Regions from separate parts of the Mus musculus genome. Here regions 2, 3 and 4 are each linked to region 1. A link is a contact called in public Hi-C and HiChIP or PLAC-seq data. All regions are on one chromosome and are shown on one strand. Each heading gives the region's core, a stretch centred on a gene start, on an enhancer-like site or on the middle of the called end of the contact. The rest is flanking DNA. Distances are from core to core; before and after follow the strand shown. Region 1 holds the start of Rasa3 (RAS p21 protein activator 3). Region 2 holds the start of Grtp1 (GH regulated TBC protein 1). Region 3 has its middle 13 kb from the start of Gm39134. Region 4 overlaps Tfdp1 (transcription factor Dp 1).

What was found. A called contact is a pair of places that touch in the nucleus more often than the background predicts. HiChIP or PLAC-seq counts read pairs in DNA pulled down with a chosen protein or histone mark.
Region 2: an HNF4G HiChIP or PLAC-seq map of pancreatic cancer cells shows a contact between it and region 1. The contact joins the promoter of Grtp1 here to the promoter of Rasa3 in region 1. A contact is called at or near these places in 1 of 484 Hi-C or Micro-C datasets (embryonic stem cells) and 2 of 115 datasets of contacts at active chromatin or transcription factors (memory CD8 T cells and pancreatic cancer cells).
Region 3: a Hi-C map of CD8 T cells shows a contact between it and region 1, with 4 times the contacts expected there. The contact joins the enhancer-like site here to the promoter of Rasa3 in region 1. A contact is called at or near these places in 1 of 484 Hi-C or Micro-C datasets (CD8 T cells) and 1 of 115 datasets of contacts at active chromatin or transcription factors (memory CD8 T cells).
Region 4: an H3K4me3 HiChIP or PLAC-seq map of bone marrow-derived macrophages shows a contact between it and region 1, with 2.6 times the contacts expected there. The contact joins the enhancer-like site here to the promoter of Rasa3 in region 1. A contact is called at or near these places in 1 of 39 promoter capture datasets (liver), 4 of 115 datasets of contacts at active chromatin or transcription factors (bone marrow-derived macrophages, embryonic stem cells, pancreatic cancer cells and 1 more) and 1 of 9 other capture datasets (pancreatic islet).

Annotation. Positions count from the first base shown.
Region 1 is chr8:13,675,063-13,679,392 of GRCm38.p6, forward strand. Rasa3 (RAS p21 protein activator 3) reads right to left here and starts at 2,525. Exons shown (of 24, transcript NM_009025.2): 1 at 2,331-2,525. The coding sequence starts at 2,385.
Region 2 is chr8:13,198,707-13,203,036 of GRCm38.p6, forward strand. Grtp1 (GH regulated TBC protein 1) reads right to left here and starts at 1,918. Exons shown (of 8, transcript NM_025768.2): 1 at 1,775-1,918; 2 at 1,343-1,494. The coding sequence starts at 1,821. It overlaps 2810030D12Rik (RIKEN cDNA 2810030D12 gene), which reads left to right and starts at 2,076. Exons shown (of 2, transcript NR_166508.1): 1 at 2,076-2,587; 2 at 2,982-3,084.
Region 3 is chr8:14,010,759-14,015,088 of GRCm38.p6, forward strand. No RefSeq gene overlaps it. Among named protein-coding and RNA genes, the nearest start is that of Gm39134, 13 kb to the right of the region's middle. Within about 2 kb of position 1,998, at least 64 of the 459 cell types and tissues checked have an H3K27ac peak or open chromatin away from gene starts, as enhancers often do. A contact at or near this core is called in CD8 T cells and memory CD8 T cells, where this site is marked.
Region 4 is chr8:13,371,444-13,375,773 of GRCm38.p6, forward strand. It overlaps Tfdp1 (transcription factor Dp 1), which reads left to right. Exons shown (of 12, transcript NM_001291765.1): 9 at 1,023-1,174; 10 at 1,493-1,659; 11 at 2,402-2,480. Among named protein-coding and RNA genes, the nearest start is that of Atp4b, 23 kb to the right of the region's middle. Within about 2 kb of position 1,953, at least 76 of the 459 cell types and tissues checked have an H3K27ac peak or open chromatin away from gene starts, as enhancers often do. A contact at or near this core is called in bone marrow-derived macrophages, pancreatic cancer cells and pancreatic islet, where this site is marked.

The sequences.
Region 1 (4,330 bases), core at 1,275-3,774:
CATCTAGGTCAGCCTGGAAGTCACCAGAAGGCTTGCTGGAAGCCATCATGCCTGGAGACAAGGCTCAAAGGAGTGACTCTGGTGATGTGTGTGTGTGTGTGTGTGTGTGAGAGAGAGAGAGACAGACAGACAGACAGACAGAGACAAAAACTGAGAAGGAAAATCAGGGTCAGAAAGGGTGAATACTTCTGCCCTCAAGTCAACTAGTGTCACGACTAGTGACACTTCGGGCAGATGTAAATCATTGAGTGATATGACCACAAACCAGAAATGCAAAGGAAAACCCAAGAGGTCCCTCCTCTGTTGCTAGGCTTTTTATAAAGCACACCGGAAGCCCAGCTACCTAACCCACCTGGCTAGGAGTCCTGTTCTTCTGATAAGATTTCCCTGGGGACCCCAGTGATATCAAACAAGCAGGGCAGCCAAGAAACATCAAACCCAATCCAGTTGCTACCGATGTTTTCTGCATTCCAAAAGGCGAACCCAACACACATCTGTGCTCAGACACAGAAGGCAGGATCTATCTGCAGAGCTATGTTCCCTGCATACTCCATCCAGAGAGGGCAGGATCTATCTGCAGAGCTACTATGTTCCCTGCATACGCCATCCGGAGAGCACAGGGCCACCCCTCTTGAGCAGCCCTGCAGGTAAATACTCTTGAGAAAAAAAATGATGAGGAAAGATAAGGCAGAGACGCCTCTACCCAACCTCACTCACTGCCACCATCCCCCTATGCAGTCAGAGGCAATGAAGGCTCCAATCATACCCTTATTCAACGTCTAGCAACGGAGGAGGGACCTTCTGACTTGTCCCCTCTGCTGCTCCCCTAGTGAAGACCCGATTCCGGCAGACAGACTGAAGTCTTTCCTTCCCTCCTGTCTTATTTACTATGTCATTCTGGAAAAGAAATCCTCTTTGTTTGAATGGAACTAAAACCTTTCCCTGTGTGCACAGTAGCCGATGCTAGGATTGAAGCAAGCACACTGTACTGAAAGGGAAAGAAAGTCTTGGACCCTTCTCACCAACTGACCTGATTCTGCCCCAGCAGTATTCCACAGCAACCTCCCCAGATCCTTGAGCAAAAGGGCACAGCACCCCTGGAGCCTGGTGGACTCACTTGGTCAGAGGATCTGGCTGAAGGAAACTGAAGCTGGCCACCCTCACACAAGTAGTCTTTGCCCACAGAGGACAGAAAGCAGCCCCTTTCCTCAGATGGAAACTGACAGCAATTCCAGGCATAAGAGCAAGAGAAATCCCTCCCGTGCCCTCTGCTCCAGCCCAAACACCACATGCTCTCCGCAGCGCTTCTGAACCAAAGATCAAACTGTCTCGGGCGATGATTCAAAAGCAAAATAAAGCGGACAGGAAGCAACACGCTGATTGCGAGTAGCTGGCATTCTTCAGACAGCATCGAATGTCATCAACAACTGACACCAGGCTGTGACTGTTGCCACCCACTAGGGGCCTTTTCACATGGGAACAGGCCAGTAATGTGGGGCGCAGTTCAGAGGGAAAAGACTACAGGGACGGTGCACTAGGACCCAGAATTCCTTCCAAGAAAATTGGCCCCTGCCCAGTGTGTTAATGACTTGATGTGTAACGGTCACTTCAGAAAACCACTGTAAGGAAGTAGACTCACACGTCACTCACAAGATAAAAAACAACTGGGAAAAACGAAATCTCCAGGTTAAAAAAAAAAAAATCAGGAAGTCCTCTCCAGGTCTCTCCAGTTCCACTTCACTCCCCGTTCCTAGCGTTGCTGCCGAAGTCCCGACCAGCCCAGAGCAGCCTGAATGCCAGGCCTGCCGGCCACAGCTCCCACGGCCAGTTCTCAATGAAAGGAGGGGGAGGTGCTGGTGGCTCCATCACCAGGCCTGCAGCGCGCAGACACCACACACACACACACACACACACACACACACACACGGTCGCGCGCGTGCACGGCCTCGAAGCCTGCAGCAGCCGAAAAGGTGAAGGGGCGCCCCCTCCTTGGGAAATAAGTTCCTGCGCACAACTGTGGAGAGGACACCAGGAGACTGACATCAGTAGACCCGATCCCTGAAGTGGGAGCACCCAGACGGATCCGCGCGTGCTCGTGCATGTAAAGTCAGGCGCCTGGGATCTGGAGCGGTGCTGCGCACACGGACACACGCAGGCAACCACGCGCGCTCACTCCCACAAACAGACGCCCCCTGATACAGGTCCCTCCTCCCCCGCAATGCCACGGAGAACCGGGCAGTCTAGGCGGAGAAACACGAGGAGCCGGTCCAGCCCGGCCGGATACCAAGAACAGGGGTCTGGGGAGTTGCCCACGCCACCGCGGTCCTCACCAATCTTGATCCTCACGCTCTGGAAGACCCGCAGTCCCTCTTCCTCCACCGCCATGCTGCTTGTCGACCTCGCCAACGCGCGAGGGCCCGGCAGCGCGGCCGCAGAAGGGGGACAAGACAGGGGAAGAAGCCGGCAGACGGAGCCGAGCTGCGGATGCCCCCAGAGCCCCGCGCGCTGCGGTCCGCGCTCTGACCGGGTGCACCGCCTCGCGCCCTTCCATTGGCAGAGCTCGGGGGCGGGGCTGCGGGCGCCTTCCTTCGCCAGAGCCCCGATCTTCATTGGCTAAGGCTCTGCATGGGGTGGGGTAGTACGACTCCGCCTACTGTCAAACACTGCATTCCATTGGTCGGGTCTGTAAGGAGGCGGAGGCGGACTCTAAGGCGGGATCGGAAGGGACTTGCCTTGGAGTGCCCCTGAAGCGGTCCCTCTTCACAGCCCTCGCTGGTCCGGTCTCTCTGGACCTGGGACAAAGAGAGATCGTGAGTATTGATCTGTGTTTTGACCGCCAGGTCCCGTAAGACCGACTCGCACTTAAAATCTAAAAAGCTATATTCAAACAAAAGGTATGAAAGGAAAAGATTTCCTCTAGCCCCAGCTTCAGCGACTGAGAAAAGTGACACCTGCCGATCGCTCTGGAGAAATCAGAAGGTGATATGCTGTCAAAGTGAGGGCAAGTGGACCCTGTGCCCAGCAAGCAGTCCCTGCTTACCCTGTGGTGTGCTTGGGCAGCCTCAACGCGGCCCTTGAATTTAGCATTCCAGAACCTTCAAACCTGGTGCTTACTGGCAATTTGATTGGTATGCAACTTTAGAATTGTTGTATCTCTACAACGATACTGTGAGGTCCTATCCCCGATCCCTCCACTAAGTTTTTCCTGCAGCTGGCATAACTCCCAGCTTTCCTAGAGGGCCAAGAGCTCTAGTCCCTCGTTCCTTATAGTAGTCACAGAAGTGTCTCCCAGAGGCCCTGGTGGGTGGGGAGTGGCGGTAGAGATAGCCTCTGCAGTGGGTTTGAAGGAGGCCTGCCTTTCGGTAGGACTGAAAACGGAAGTGGCATCGCTTGAGGAGTCAGGAGGCTAGGTCATTGATACACCAACTGAAAGGTGTGACACAAAAATCCCTTGGTGCTATACGGTAGCTCTCTCACCAGCAGCCAAAGAGCAGAAATACAGTGTATAGGCAGGACACCCAGGAAGGTGCTGGAACTCCAGAGAAGCTGATTTGGAACCCTCCAGAAGCTGCTGTGCCATAGACAGGCTCTGACTGGGAAGAGAGGGAGCCGCTCTGGGTTAACACATCTAAAACCCTGAATCTCCGGCTCAGGAACTCAGCTTAGTGGTAGAGAACTTGGGTAGGAGGCACATGACTGGACAGGGATGGGGGTGGTGGTGGGGAAGGACACAAAATCACCAAAAGACTGCTTTAGCTGGGCTGCTGTACTGTGATAAAGCACCATGACCAAAAACAACTTGGAAACCATAAATAAATAAATAAATAAATAAATAAATAAGATGGGGAGGGGAGAGGTGGTGATCTCAGTGCAGGAGACAGAGACTGGCAGATCTCTGGATTCAAGACCAGCCAGATCTGCAGAGTAAGTTTGAAGACAGCCAGAAGTACACAGAGAAACCCTGTAGTAGACCCTTCTCCAACAAAAGGACTTGGGGAGGAATTGGTTTATTTTCCTCAGAGTTCATCATCAAGTCAAGGCAGGAACCTGGATGCAAGGACTGACAGAAGCAGAAGCCACTGGAGAGCGCTACTTATTGCCTTGTCTGTTGGCTTGTGCAGCCTTCTTTCTTACCCACTCCAGACCACCTGACCAAGACTGGCACTTCCCACAGGGACAGATGCCCGTAGAAGGACTAGACGAGCTAACCCTGAGCTGCCGCAGAGCTAGGCCCTGACAAAAGCGAGGACAGGGGCAGAAAGGGGACCAGGAGCTGACAGGAAAGCTGGTAACCATCAGCATCAAAGAGGATGTGGTAGCATCATGGCCA
Region 2 (4,330 bases), core at 668-3,167, 480 kb before region 1:
GTCTGGCCTTACCGATCCTCCTAGCCACAGGAGCTACTTCCTGTACTGACGTGCTCCAGGGGACACATTAAGGCAATCCCCAGTGTTACTTCTGTGGTAGACTAGAGCCTGGGGTGGGAGGGAAGTGGCTTCATTGTGTATCTTTCTGTATAACTAAAATGTTCACTGTGGGCATGAACTATGTATTAAGTGTAAATAAAACTTCTAACCTTAGAAGACTAAAAAGTAGTGTTTGTTGAAAACATGCTTGAACACGGAGAGAGTAAGTGCAAAGGGAAAGATGATATAGGGAACACATTAGCTCACAGAGACAGGGAACACGTTAGCTCACAGAGACAGAGAACAAGTTAGTGCTCAGAGACGACCGCATCCCCTCTGCCTTTACACTTGCCCCTACCCCTATGCTTGGGTCATCATGAATTTTGAGCAGCCAATCCCCCCAAGGTCACACTGTAGGTCTGTCTACCTGGCCACCTGGCAAACACCTTCAGGCACTCCTTTAACAAATATGAAGTCCCTATTATCTCAATGAAGCGATGAGGATTCCACAGCAAAATAAACAAAAAGCCCTGCAAGCAGGGAGGGGCCTTTGGTTCTACAGAGAAGAAAAATGACTATCAAGAATGGTATAGGGGAAGGAAAAAAAAAAAAAAAAAAAACGCTTGGAGAGGCATGGTAGTTCCTGTTCAGAGAAAGAGGAAAGTTTGTCTTGGAACTGGACTTCCAGGAGCCCAGCCCTAGGTACCCCACCCCTACCCATCTCTGAGAGATAGGCGCTGTTCTAACCCCCCTCAGAACACAAGGCCTTCTCGAGGCTTCCCAGGAAATATGGACTTTGCCCATCTACAGTTAAGAGGGCGTGGTGACCATGGAGAAAATTCAACCAGGTAAGGAGCTCTCCCATCTGCTGTGTGGCACAAACACACCCTCCTAGGGGGTCTCATGATGTCCCAGAAGTCGCGCTTGGGGGTGGTGGGGTTCAACTATAGAGGGGTCCAGTTCCTATGGAAATGCAGTGTATGCTCGTGTGCAGGGTAGTGATGGTGTTCGTAGGTCTGGCTTTGGGAGTTCCGGCTGGTGGGGATCCTGCTGCTGAGGAGTCCCATTTAAAGAGGGATCCCTCTACTGCGGGGCGGGGGAGTCATGCTCACAGGTTTCACAGGGTTCTACTGTTGGGGAGTCATGCCATAGGGACTGTAACTACTGCAGGGTAACAGCTACTGCTGGGAGGTCCTGCAGTCCAGAGGTCTCGCTGGGGGTCTCGCCACAGGGGTTCTGGCCCTTGGGAGAAAGTCCTGTTTGTTTGAATGGCCGCTATGCCAGCCAGCATCAGGCCTCTCACCTGTCACGCTTTTCCGGACACCACCGTTTCCTTTTAGAAGTTTGGACCATTTGATCGCCCTCTTGGTGAGTATCACCAGGTACGTGGAAAAGAATTCTTCATAAGCCGCATAGTCAAAGTCTTCGGGCCTTTCAAACCCATACGGATCGATCCTACAAACAAAAAGAACCTGTTTCCCCGAACCAAGTTTCCGCGCCTGCGGGGATGCGGCTGGGGTCCAAGAGCTCCGACACCCGACACCCCTCGGTCCGCCCCTCCGTCCATCCTCAGTTCACCTTCCCTTCCTCTCTTCCTCCCCTCCTCCATCCCCTCCACCCCCTCATGCCCCTCGCTCTCCGTGGACCAGAGCGCGTCCCCCGCGCAGCATCGACTGGCTCAGACCCAGTCCGGAGAGGGCGCCCAGCACCCCGCGCGCGCGGCCTCCGCACCCACCTGGGCACCCGAGCTCGCGCCGCCTGCGCGCGCTCTGCGGGATCCATGCGGAGAAGGGCCAGGGACCGCGGGACTCACAACCTCTGCAGCCCCGAGCGCTGGACCCCGGTGCGCCGCTGGCCCCGGGGCGCGCGAGTGCTTCCGGCGGGGGCGTGGCCGAGACGGGGGCGGGGTGGGGACGAGGGGCGGAGTCAGTGGGGGCGGGGCGGGGTAGAGTGGACGGAGCGGGGCTGGGGTGGGGGCGGTGTCGGAGATGGGAGCGCCTAGGGACCCGAACCGAGTGCACCTGCTGCAGCCTGGCACTAGGGATTTGAAAATCCATGGAGATGGAAACCTATGCCGAGGTTAGAAGACCTGGATCCACTTTGCAGGATTTTAAATATCCTTCAAGCCTCAGTGCCTGGCAGACTGGACTTTGGACTTCGGACTTCCAGCTCCGATGCTGAAAAAGGAGGGTTTTTTTGTTTGTTTGTTTTTCCACTTTGCTTCCTTGCTTGTCGAGGCTGAGAACATACGGTGTTTTTGAGGGCCACCATCAAAGGGTACTCGCTTCTCCAAACCTTGGAACCCGAGGTCTAGCCTTGGAAAGAGTTGCCGCCTTACCATCTCTCCTCGCCTAGGGAAGCCCCAGCTGTGTGCGCTACTGCAGGGTCACAGTGCCGCGGTGCCGAGCTTCTTTCGTGGTCCCTGTCGCCGTCCGTTTCTTGAGATTTCAGACTCTGGGCTTGGAAACCAGTTGACTGCCTTTCTTAGCGAGGTGCCCTCGGAAACCTGTGGAGGAATGTTTGGATTATGAATGCTCACCGTGCCGAGGTAAAGCATAGGGCTTTGGCGCCTTCGGGCCCTGTGGTCAGCGGTGGGACGGATCGGACGTTGCAGAAGCACTTTTCTGTGGTGTTTAGAAGGTGCTACCCACCTTCAGCTGACTGTAGTTGGAATGACCCTCAGCTGGACTTTGGGAACTCACTTGAACTAGTTAGAAACTTCAAAGTACCTAGCAGGAAGCGGCGGGGGTGGGGTGGGGGTGGGATTAGAATTTAGCCTGGTCCACTGGGACACTTGGATACCCCACTGTAAATGATCCTGACCTCAGCGCCAAGAATACAGGCAGCACCCGGTGGGACCGGTTCTCTCTCTCTCTCTCCCTCTCTCTGTCTCTCTCTCAAGGCTACATACGCAGCTCTGCCCTTTACTTCATTTTCTCTAGGTTTTGAGACTACTGTAAGACAGATGAGAAAACCTGAGGTTTGTATTGCTTTCCCTCCTCCTTGCTTTGACCAAACTCTGCTGAACAAGGATTCTCTACCAAAGCCTTGGTGCCTCCATCTTTCTTTCTTTTATTTTGTATTTATTTATTTATTTTATTCTTTTTACTTTCTTTTATTGGGGGGGGGCAGTGTCTCACTGTGTAGCTCTGGTTGGTCTGGAACTCACTATGAACACCAGGCTGGTATTGAACTCAGAGAGATCTACCTGTGCCTGCCTAACACACACACACACATCCTGAGCAATGGGAATAAAGGCACATGCCACCATATCTAGCCCCATCTTTCTTTTAGAATACAGCAAGAAATGAACCTGAAAATCCAGTTAGAGCTGCAGATTTGAGCTTCTCTGTTGACATTGGATGAAACTTAGTGCTGGCATGAGCAGAACCCCAAATTCTAGCTCCCACAGTCGCCCAGAGTGCTTGCTGCCTCTGGGGAAAAACGTGCAGAGATCAGCTCAGCCCAGCAGTGAACAGTGTTTTAACACCAAGTGTCCTTGCCAGTGCTCTGACCTTGACCTTTCCCCAGTGGTGACTCAGACCACAGACTGGACTACATTCTCTTCATACACAACTTTCCCCTTGGTCTGACCACACAGAGCTGGAACATTTCCTCCTCCATATTTCCTCCTCCTCCTCCTCCTCCTCCTCCTCCTCCTCTTCTACCTCTTCTTCCCGCTCCTCCTCCTTCTTGTTGATTTAGTTGGTTAGTTGGTTAGTTGGTTGGTTGGCTTTTTGAGACCTGGTCTCTGTCTGTACTTCTCTATCCTGGAGCTCACTATGTAGACCAGGCTGGCCTTGAAACCACAGAGATCCTCCTTCTTCTGCCTCCCAAGCCTAAGTCTTTCTTCCCTGTGACTTCCCTGTGACTGGCTGTTGCAACCAAAACAAATAAAAGAGACATTTGCAAGGTCAAATATGATAGCCCCCTCCTTGTCCCTTTTCCATGTCCAGCTCCCACCTCTCAGTCCGGCACCCTAGCCTCCAAATGACATCTCTAATACCCCTCTCTCTGTGACTCTTGCCCTTCTGCTGATGGAGCCTGGGAGTCCCACATGGATCCCTGGAGTGGTCCTGGCCTGTGGCTCTCATGCAGGCTGGGAAACATCTATGGGCCTCCTACACTTAAACTTGAGAATGAAGGCATGCTCTCCACTGTGAGAGTTTCACGGTCAAACATGACCACAGGGTGGGATGCTGGCACTAGCCGAAGTTAGTTCGATAAGAACAGCTGCCCTGGAGGAAGAGTGGGGAGGGAAGATAGAAGGCTCCAGCAGAGGTTGGTCCTC
Region 3 (4,330 bases), core at 748-3,247, 340 kb after region 1:
CAGTTTCCTTTTATCAATAAACTCATGTTCAGCTGAAACAGGTATGCTTGGGTGAGCAGGCCACATTCTTTAAAAATTATTTTTATAAACTTTATTTTTTAAAAAAATTGCAAATAAATACAAACGGCACACACCAGAATTAACTAGACCCTAAGTCTATCATCCTCACTGTTCACGTCACCTTTAGCCTGGCAGACCGTTCCTCCCTGTGAAATCTTGGAAGTCACATCCATAACGGTCTCTCCGTCTTGCTCTTCTGGCCTCCGTTTTGAGACAGGTCACTCCTGGAAGCCTGCAGAGGTGCTTCTCCGATTTTGTTGAGTCATATGTTACCATGAAAACAGTCTTCATGAGGCCTCACCAAATCTCTCCAGAGCCCTGGCTCTGGGGGCCTCTTTGGGCCGTCCCAGTGAGCCGGTTCTAGGCATAGCTGGCTTTTTCTGCTGTTCTTGAGCTGTCAGTCTTTTCTGATTCAGCTGCCCAAAGCTGTCCATTCCCTGCAATTCAGGATTTCCTCAGTGACTCATCATTTTCCAAATAGTAATTTCTTAGGTCCTTAGGGCTGCCTGGGCTGTCAAACATCTTAGCTGCAATTTCAGAGGATGTCCTGACACTACAGAGCGGTTGGAGGAAGGGATCCTGTTCTACAGTCATTCACCTTGGAGCGTCTGTGGCTGCCCTCACTACAGTTAAGTTAAACCGAAGGGCAGAGCATATGAGTCTTGATGGGCACTGTTCTTTCACCCCTTGTTATGACTGGATCATGTGGCCACGATGGACTGCAAGGGAACTGGAGTATCTGGTTATGTTGTATTCCAGGAAGTCAAAGAGAACTTGGGGAGTGAGTGGCACTTTCTGCCATTGTTAAATATGTGGCAGTATCCAGGATTCAAATTTAGTCCAGGGACGTGAGGAGTCGGGGAGTCCCTCACCACACAGACTAGGTGGCTGTTGACATTCGGGCATTCTGTAACACCCAGGGTGCATCTTATTGCTGAAGGCAGTAATTCAGCAACAGGCTGAGAATCTGCATTCCTGACAGGCTTTGGAATTCCAACCAATAGGCTGGAGGGGTTGGACCTGGAGAGAAGCTGGTGGACAAAGCAACCATTTGATACAATGAGCTGATGTCTTGCTACATTTTCTTAGGCTGTTCTCTCACAGTGAGCTGTTGGCACACAGATAGTGGGTAGTTGTTGCACTGGCTAGATATGACCCTGGCAACAGTTATCTCCTGCTTAAGGAGAGTGGAGGCCACTGCAGATGAATATCTGAGCTGCAAGAACCAAAACTTGGCTGGGCGGTGGTGGTGCATGCCTTTAATCCCAGCACTTGAGGTGGAGGTGAAGGGGGTAAGAAGGAAGCAGAGGCAGGTGGATCTCGATGAGTTTGTGGCCAGCCTGGTTTGCAAAATAAGTAGTAAGACAACCAGGGTTACACACACACACACACACACACACACACGCACACCACGTCTCAACAAAACAAAACCAGCAACAAAACAACCAAAAATTTCTGGGCGTGTTTGCATTCACCTTTCTTAAACCCCATCACCGTAGATGCAGAGGCAGGCGGAGCTCTGGGATCAGGAGCAGCCTGGTGTGCAAAGAAAGTTCTGCGCCAGCCAGAACTACATAGTAAGACTCTGTCTCAACAAAGAAACGAACAAAGAGCAAAGTAAACCTCAAAACAAGCCCCTGAGTTTCAAAAAGCTTTCTCTTTTTGATTATTTTCTGTGGTACTGGCTGGCAAGCTCTAACTGGCTGGCTGTGGCCCCTTCAGCCTCAGCACCGATCCCATGCGCAGCTCAGGTCTCTGCTCTAGCCTGGCACTCACATAGGCATTGGGGAAGCTAACGTGCTTCCAGAGGCTCCTTCTCCAGTCAGGACATCGTGCTCTGGACCTAGCTCACTTCCTTCAGAGCGGGGCATACCTTGGGGTGTAGGTGGGGACCAGACACGCCAAAGCCAGGAAGTGACGTCAGCAAGATCCTGCTCAGACAGGGACCCGCTATCTTCTCATACAGAGGCCTGTGGTTAAGAGGTGTCCACACCCCCGTGTGCTGCTTATACAGGGGCCCTGAGTTCACCTCCCTCCCCTGTTCTTGGCTCTTCAAAGCCGCACTTTGGTCCAGAGTTCTTGCATCCTCCTCTTTTGCTTTGTGCATAGTTAGGATAGGGTAAGGCGCTAGTCACAAATGGCATGATGCCGTATTGCTTGATACCGGACTTAGCCTTCCTACCCTTAGGACCCAGACATACATATGATCAGCCACTCAAGTCCTAAGATACGCTGATGCAACACAGACAGACAGACAGACACTGTTCACACTGGAGAGGCTCAGTACATAGAGACAGAACTGGATTTTTTCCCACTTAATACGTGACAGTGGCTGGAGTGCGGGACAGAGTTGTCCTGATCATTCTGACCTAATCCAATAAAAGCTTGAGATAATTCACATTTTCTTAAAACTCAGTTTTGCTTCAACAAAAACTTTAAAAGTTCCTCTAGGGAGAATGAGCGGTGGAACATTTGAAACTTAGCAAATCACTCCAGTTCACTGCCTCAGCCTGGCTTGGGGTTTGACTGGACTCTGCCTTCAGAGAAAAAAACCCCACAGATCCCTAGACTGGAAGCAGACTCCATTTCAAAGACATATACCTCCTCACTTCGCCCGGCAATGGGGAGCTAGGGAAAGGGTTTACTCCATTCTAGCGTACAGTTCCATGACTGTAAAATGATGGGCAATCTAACCAACTATGCTTATTTTTCTTTCTTTCTTTTTCTTTTTCTTTCTTTCTTTCTTTCTTTTTTTTTTTTTGAGACAGGGTTTCTCTGTGTAGCCCTGGCTGTCCTGGAACTCACGTTGTAGACCAGGCTGGCCTCGAACTCAGAAATCCGACTGCCTCTGCCTCCCAAGTGTGGGATTAAAGGCGTGCGCCACCACGCCCGACCCAACTATGCTTATTTTTCAAATTTTCTTCAATCAGATTGCGAAGGGAGAGCAAGGCCTCAGTTTGCTTTGGGCCTGCCTTGGTTTGTGGCCTCAGTGAATATGACTCACATCCTGAAATGAAGCTCACCGCCTGGATGAGTGCCCCTTTGTGGCTAAGTATAAGCTGCACTGTCAGGGCATCATTTTCAAACAAGAATAAAAATGAAGGGAATTCCCAAGAGTCCCTTAACAGCACGACTTAGGAAGCCAAAAGGGGAAAGAATCACAGTTGTAACTCTGGAAGGCCGTCATTAGCGTGGTGAAGGTTAATAGCTGGTGCCCGTAGGATTCTCCAATCATTCCCCATGGACAAAACCTTCTTCCAAAGATTACTCCAATTATAGCCAATCATAGTGCTTTGCTGCACAAGGAATCTCGGCTGAGCTCATGTCACTCCTGTGCACAGGGGCAGTGCCCTCCTTAGACCTTCTGGAATCTGCCTCTTCTCCACCTATCGACATCTGTCTACTTTCTCCGTGTTTTCCCCAATACTTCATCTCTGTGAAGCCATCAAGAAGCCCAACAGACCGAGTTGTCTCTGCTCAGTAGCATCTCTTGTAACAGCTCTTCTGTTCTTACCTCAGAGAAGATTCTTCTTCCTTCCACCATCGCTGGGAGGAGCTCGTTCTAAGTGTTTGAAGGTTAGGAGGGAGGGAAGTCAGAGCCACTCTACCCAGAACAAGAATGTCATGTGAACAAAGTTTTCAGACACAACTTTTTCCTTTCAGATCCCTAAATGAGGCATGGAGAGGGGCTCCAAGGGGTGGCTGGGAGCGGCAAAAAGAATGACTGGAAGTCATATAGTGGGTCCAAGCTGTGTTCTGCTTGCTATTCTAAGAGATCTCTCTGTCCATGTCCTGCTTCTGGGGTATATGTGCATGTGTGTATGTGTGAGAGAGAGACAGAAACAGACCGAGAGTTCTCCTAGCAGTTCTCTTTTTATGCTAAAAAACCTTATGCTCATCTCCTGCAGAACACAGGTCTAGTCTTCTATTTATTTTACACATCAATCCAGTCATTTACTCCAGGTTTCTTAGGATTATTTTATGAGGCTACAGTCCTCGACCCAGCCCTTTGATTCTTAAGAGATACTAACCTTACATTTTCTTCCCTTTAACTTTGCAAAAGAATTTAGAGATCTGTCTGCCTTTGTTTAGCACATAAACTAGCTGGGTGGGGCCCCACCTTGAAATTACCATTTCTAACATACCTGGGCCTCGCCTGGGTCCCAGGCTGACCTTGACCTCAGGAATCTGCTTGCCTTTGACAAGCTGGCTCATTGTGTAGCTGCCTTGTTCCTTTAGTTTCATGAAGTCTCTCATAATTCACATCACA
Region 4 (4,330 bases), core at 703-3,202, 300 kb before region 1:
ATGTCCTCCTTGGAAACAGGCTGTTGGCCACACGGGCCTTGTTCTCAGAGAGGCTTGACTGAGCATAAGCTCCTTGGCGTGACATCCAATGCACCAGGCATGTCACGCACTCTGTAGATGTTGGGCTTCATTGGTTACTGCCCAGGGAAAGCATGGTGGTTAAGGTTGTCCGTGTTCATGTGAAGTGGCCCTGGGAGTTGGACTTCTCGTAAGAGACCTGGGGATTCAGTGAAGTTAGTGTGTGCAGGGCTCATGGCAGAGCAGATTGAGATGTGCTAGAACCTTCCAGAAAGCGTAGCCATGGTACTGTGGGGTGACTGGCCACCAGCCTGAGGTGAGCATAGTATCCAGAGCGCCTGGTAGCCAGAGTGGGAGGTGCCAGCATCATCCCAGCCCCTCACCAGGCCTTGTTACCTGCCTGAAATGATGTGACGATGGAGGAATGGAGTTGGGGCCCGGTGACGGTGATGTGCTCTTCCTTCCTTCCTTCCCTGTGTGCTCAGCCTGAGGTTGCATGCGTGGCAGGGCTGGTTCAGGGTTCCAGGAAGATCCTGGCTTCAGAAGGGAGAAGAAGCTGGGTAGGCAGTGGCCCAACACACTCCCATTTCCTGCCCTCTCTTGCCTGTCCCCTGTCATGTGGAGAAGGGCCTCATACTGTGTAGACACATGTGTCTTTATGAGAGCATCTCCACTGTAGAGGGAGGAGTGTGGTCGGCAGGGTTAGATCAGAGTCTTGTGTCCATGTGGACTTCAGGACTGGACCATTGGCTCTGGGTTCATCCCTGCACAGCTGCAAAGAGGTCCTTCGTGTGCTACAAGGGTTAGCGTAGGACCGAGTGTCCTCTAGCAAGTCATTCATGTGACTGCTTTCCTGTGCTCCTTGTCCCCTATAGGCTGTGAGCAGATGCCACAGGCTGCTACAGGCCGACCTCTCAACACCCAGGTTCCCACTATCTGCAGGAAGGAAGGGATCATGTTACTGGTATTGACATCTATGGGGGGGCTGTGTTGGTCTTTTTCAGCAAATTGCCTTCAAGAACTTGGTGCAGAGAAATCGCCAAGCTGAGCAGCAGGCCCGCAGGCCGCCTCCTCCCAACTCTGTCATCCACTTGCCCTTCATCATTGTCAACACCAGCAGGAAGACAGTCATTGACTGCAGCATCTCCAATGACAAGTTCGTCCTCAGTGGGCCCTCTAAGTGCAGCTCCTCAGGGGAAGAAACAGATACTTGGTTATCAGGGTTCAGTCTTACGGCTGCTTAGTAACAGCAGCTATGGTCTCTGGTGGTCCTGGCACCCATGCCACGTGCAGGCAGCACTGTGTCCCAGCCCAGGGCCATCACTATGCAGTGACATGTCTTTCATTCCCTAGTTTGAACTGTTTTAGAGAAATTCAGTAGTTATGGGGTCTGGGATGGAGGGTGGGAGTGGGGGGTGGATTTACTGCCTGCTCTTGGAAGCTTCGTAATCCTCACAGTGCCTTTCCCCAACAGATTTGAGTATCTGTTTAACTTTGACAACACGTTTGAGATCCACGATGACATTGAGGTGCTCAAGCGCATGGGCATGGCATGTGGGCTGGAGTCTGGCAACTGCTCTGCTGAAGACCTCAAGGTGGCCAGAAGTTTGGTACCAAAAGCTCTAGAACCATACGTGACAGGTTAGTTGTGCCCTGTGGCTGGCCATCCTGAGTGCCTGGGTGTCTGCCGAGTGAGGATGGGAGATGACAGGCCTGCTGCCCTCCCTCCCAAGGCCATCGGTTGGTCCTTGGAGCCCAGCAGTCAGGGCAGCATGAGGCAGGGCTCTCAGTTCCCTGGGCTTCTAATTTGGTGACTTTGCTGAGTCATCAGGTCACGCTAGTCTTGTGATGAGTCATGAAAGATCCTGTCAACGGTCAAAAATGCATGATGTGTGCTTGCTTTCTGAGGCTGTCCCAGGTTGCATGAGCATCATCCTGTCCTGTGTAAGGCATTGCCCACACTGGAGCACTTGCAGGCCTGGGGCTTGGCCCGGGCTCTGCCTTGTAGCTGCATGAGTCTGAGGTGGAAGGTGCTATGCTGCCCGTTCATGCTCTTAGTCCCTGTTTCTACTCTCTGGTGCTACTGTACACAGAGCGGCACGGGGAAACTCCCGAGCAGACATGTGTGCTGCCTGGGACCCAGCCACCCCTGGTTCTCACACAGGGCAGGGAGAGCAAGCTGGCAGGCTATCCACAGAGCTCCCCCAAGCTCTGTCTGGTCATGCAGGCTTGCTTCTCTCTCACATTCTGGGTTTCAGGAGTTTTGTTTGGTCTCTGCCTCTGGCCGGCTCAGAGATCTGTCTCACAGGTTATGAGGTTCAAGGCAGGTGCCACCACATTTGACTGCCCAGTTTTATTATTATCTGCTTCTGTCTCTTTTCAGAAATGGCTCAGGGATCCATTGGTGGAGTATTCGTCACGACAACAGGTTCTACATCCAATGGCACAAGGCTTTCTGCCAGGTGACAGCAGCTGGGGGTGGGGCAGCCTTACTGTGTTTCAGATAGGCTGAACTGAGCTTGGCCCAGGTAATTGTCTGCTCAGGCAAGGGAACACAGTGCTTGTCCCCATAAAATGATCCCACAGCACCCTCCGCCCCCAATTAAGTAATTCATGGTTTTTACTTTTTAAAAAGTGTTAACACAGTAAAGGGGGGGGGGGCGCAAACCTACCTGTGTTCACTGTCGTTGGCAGGGAAAGTGACAAGGGTGCTTTTGGTTTGGTTTGGTTTGGTTTGGTTTTTTTTAGATAGAGTTTGTCTGTGTGGCCCACACAGTCCTGGAGCTTGCTCTGTAGACCAGGCTGGCCTCACACTCAGAGATCCACCTGCCTCTGCCGGGATTAAAGGTGTGTGCCACCACGGCCTGACTGGTTTTGTTTTGTTTTTAATGGCTCTTTACTTGTTTTCTTAAGATGTGTCTCACCGTACAGTGTGTGTACAGTTTTATTTTCTGCTTCTATATACTTGACATTTCTAAAGAAATCTTTTATTGTTACTATTTGTGTGTGATGTATGTGGGCAAATGTGGAGGTCAGAAGAGGCCTGTGTGCGTGTGGTTCGCTCCCACCTTTACATGGTTCCAAGGATCACACTCTGGTTTCTAGGCTTGTGTGGCCCAGGTTTAAAACCTGTTTCATGTGTGATGTGAGTGTGGGCGTGCACATGGTGTACCTGTGGAGGTCAGAGGGCGTGGGATCCTGGGATGGAACTCAGGTCAGCCTAGCAGGTGGTGGTACTCACCCTTTTTTTATTTTTTAGTTAAGACAGCCTCACTCCACAACCAGGCCAGGTCTTGCCATTCCCTTGTCTCAGTCTCCTTTATAGTTTATTTTTAAAAAGTGTTTTATTCAATTTTTATACACTTGTGTAATGTATTGTGACCAAATCTACCCTTATTCCCTCCTCCAACTCTCCTTGTTCTCACTGTCGCTGTCCACCCCCCACCCCCGGTCTGTGTAGTGTTGTCAGTATGTGCAGGGTGTCTATTGGCGCTTGGTGGCCGCTTAGGGCCCACATCCATGAACAAGACTGACTTCCTTCCCCAGCAGCTTTCAGTTACCCGGAGCTCCTCAGCTTCATGTGCTGCCTTCCTGCTTGCTGTGGTGGTGGTGGTGGTGGTGGTGGTGGTGGTGGTAGTGCGCGCGCGCGAGTGCATGCGTGTGTAAAACAGTGTTCCTCACTGATTGGCTAAGCTGGCTAACAGGCTTCCTCTGGCCTCCTGGTTCTAGGTTATGAGAAGATACTGCCAAGTGTAACTTTCTTTAAATTTGTGCAGCGTATTCGTATTTCGTCTACATGAATCTTTGCATACCATGTGTGTATCAGGCACCCGAGGAAGCCATAGCGGGTGTTAGGTCCTTGGAACTGGAGTCACAGACTTGTGAGCTGTCACATCAGTGCTGGGAATTGAACCCAGGTCCTCTGCAAGAAGAGCCACTGCTCTTAACCTCTGATCCATTCACCTCTCAGGGTCTCTCTGTGCTCCCACGCTTGACTTTGAGGGTGCTGATGATCTAAATTCAGATCCTCATGAGCACAGGGCCTGGAATGACCGAGCTGTCTCCCCTGCCCTCTGCTTTGTGTTTTATTCCATCTTTTTATTTTCTGAGTTATTGAAGGAACTTTACTATTTAAAAACAAAAATATATCAGCTACCAGTTGGCCTAGCAGTTTGAGAAGATGAGTACTAAGCCTTTGGGATAGGCCTAAGGTGGTCTTTATAATGAATGTGAAGGATGAAATAATTATATTGTCATGTTGATAGGTACAGTCTAGTTAAGAATAGCTATTAGTAAAGTATACATTTAAATT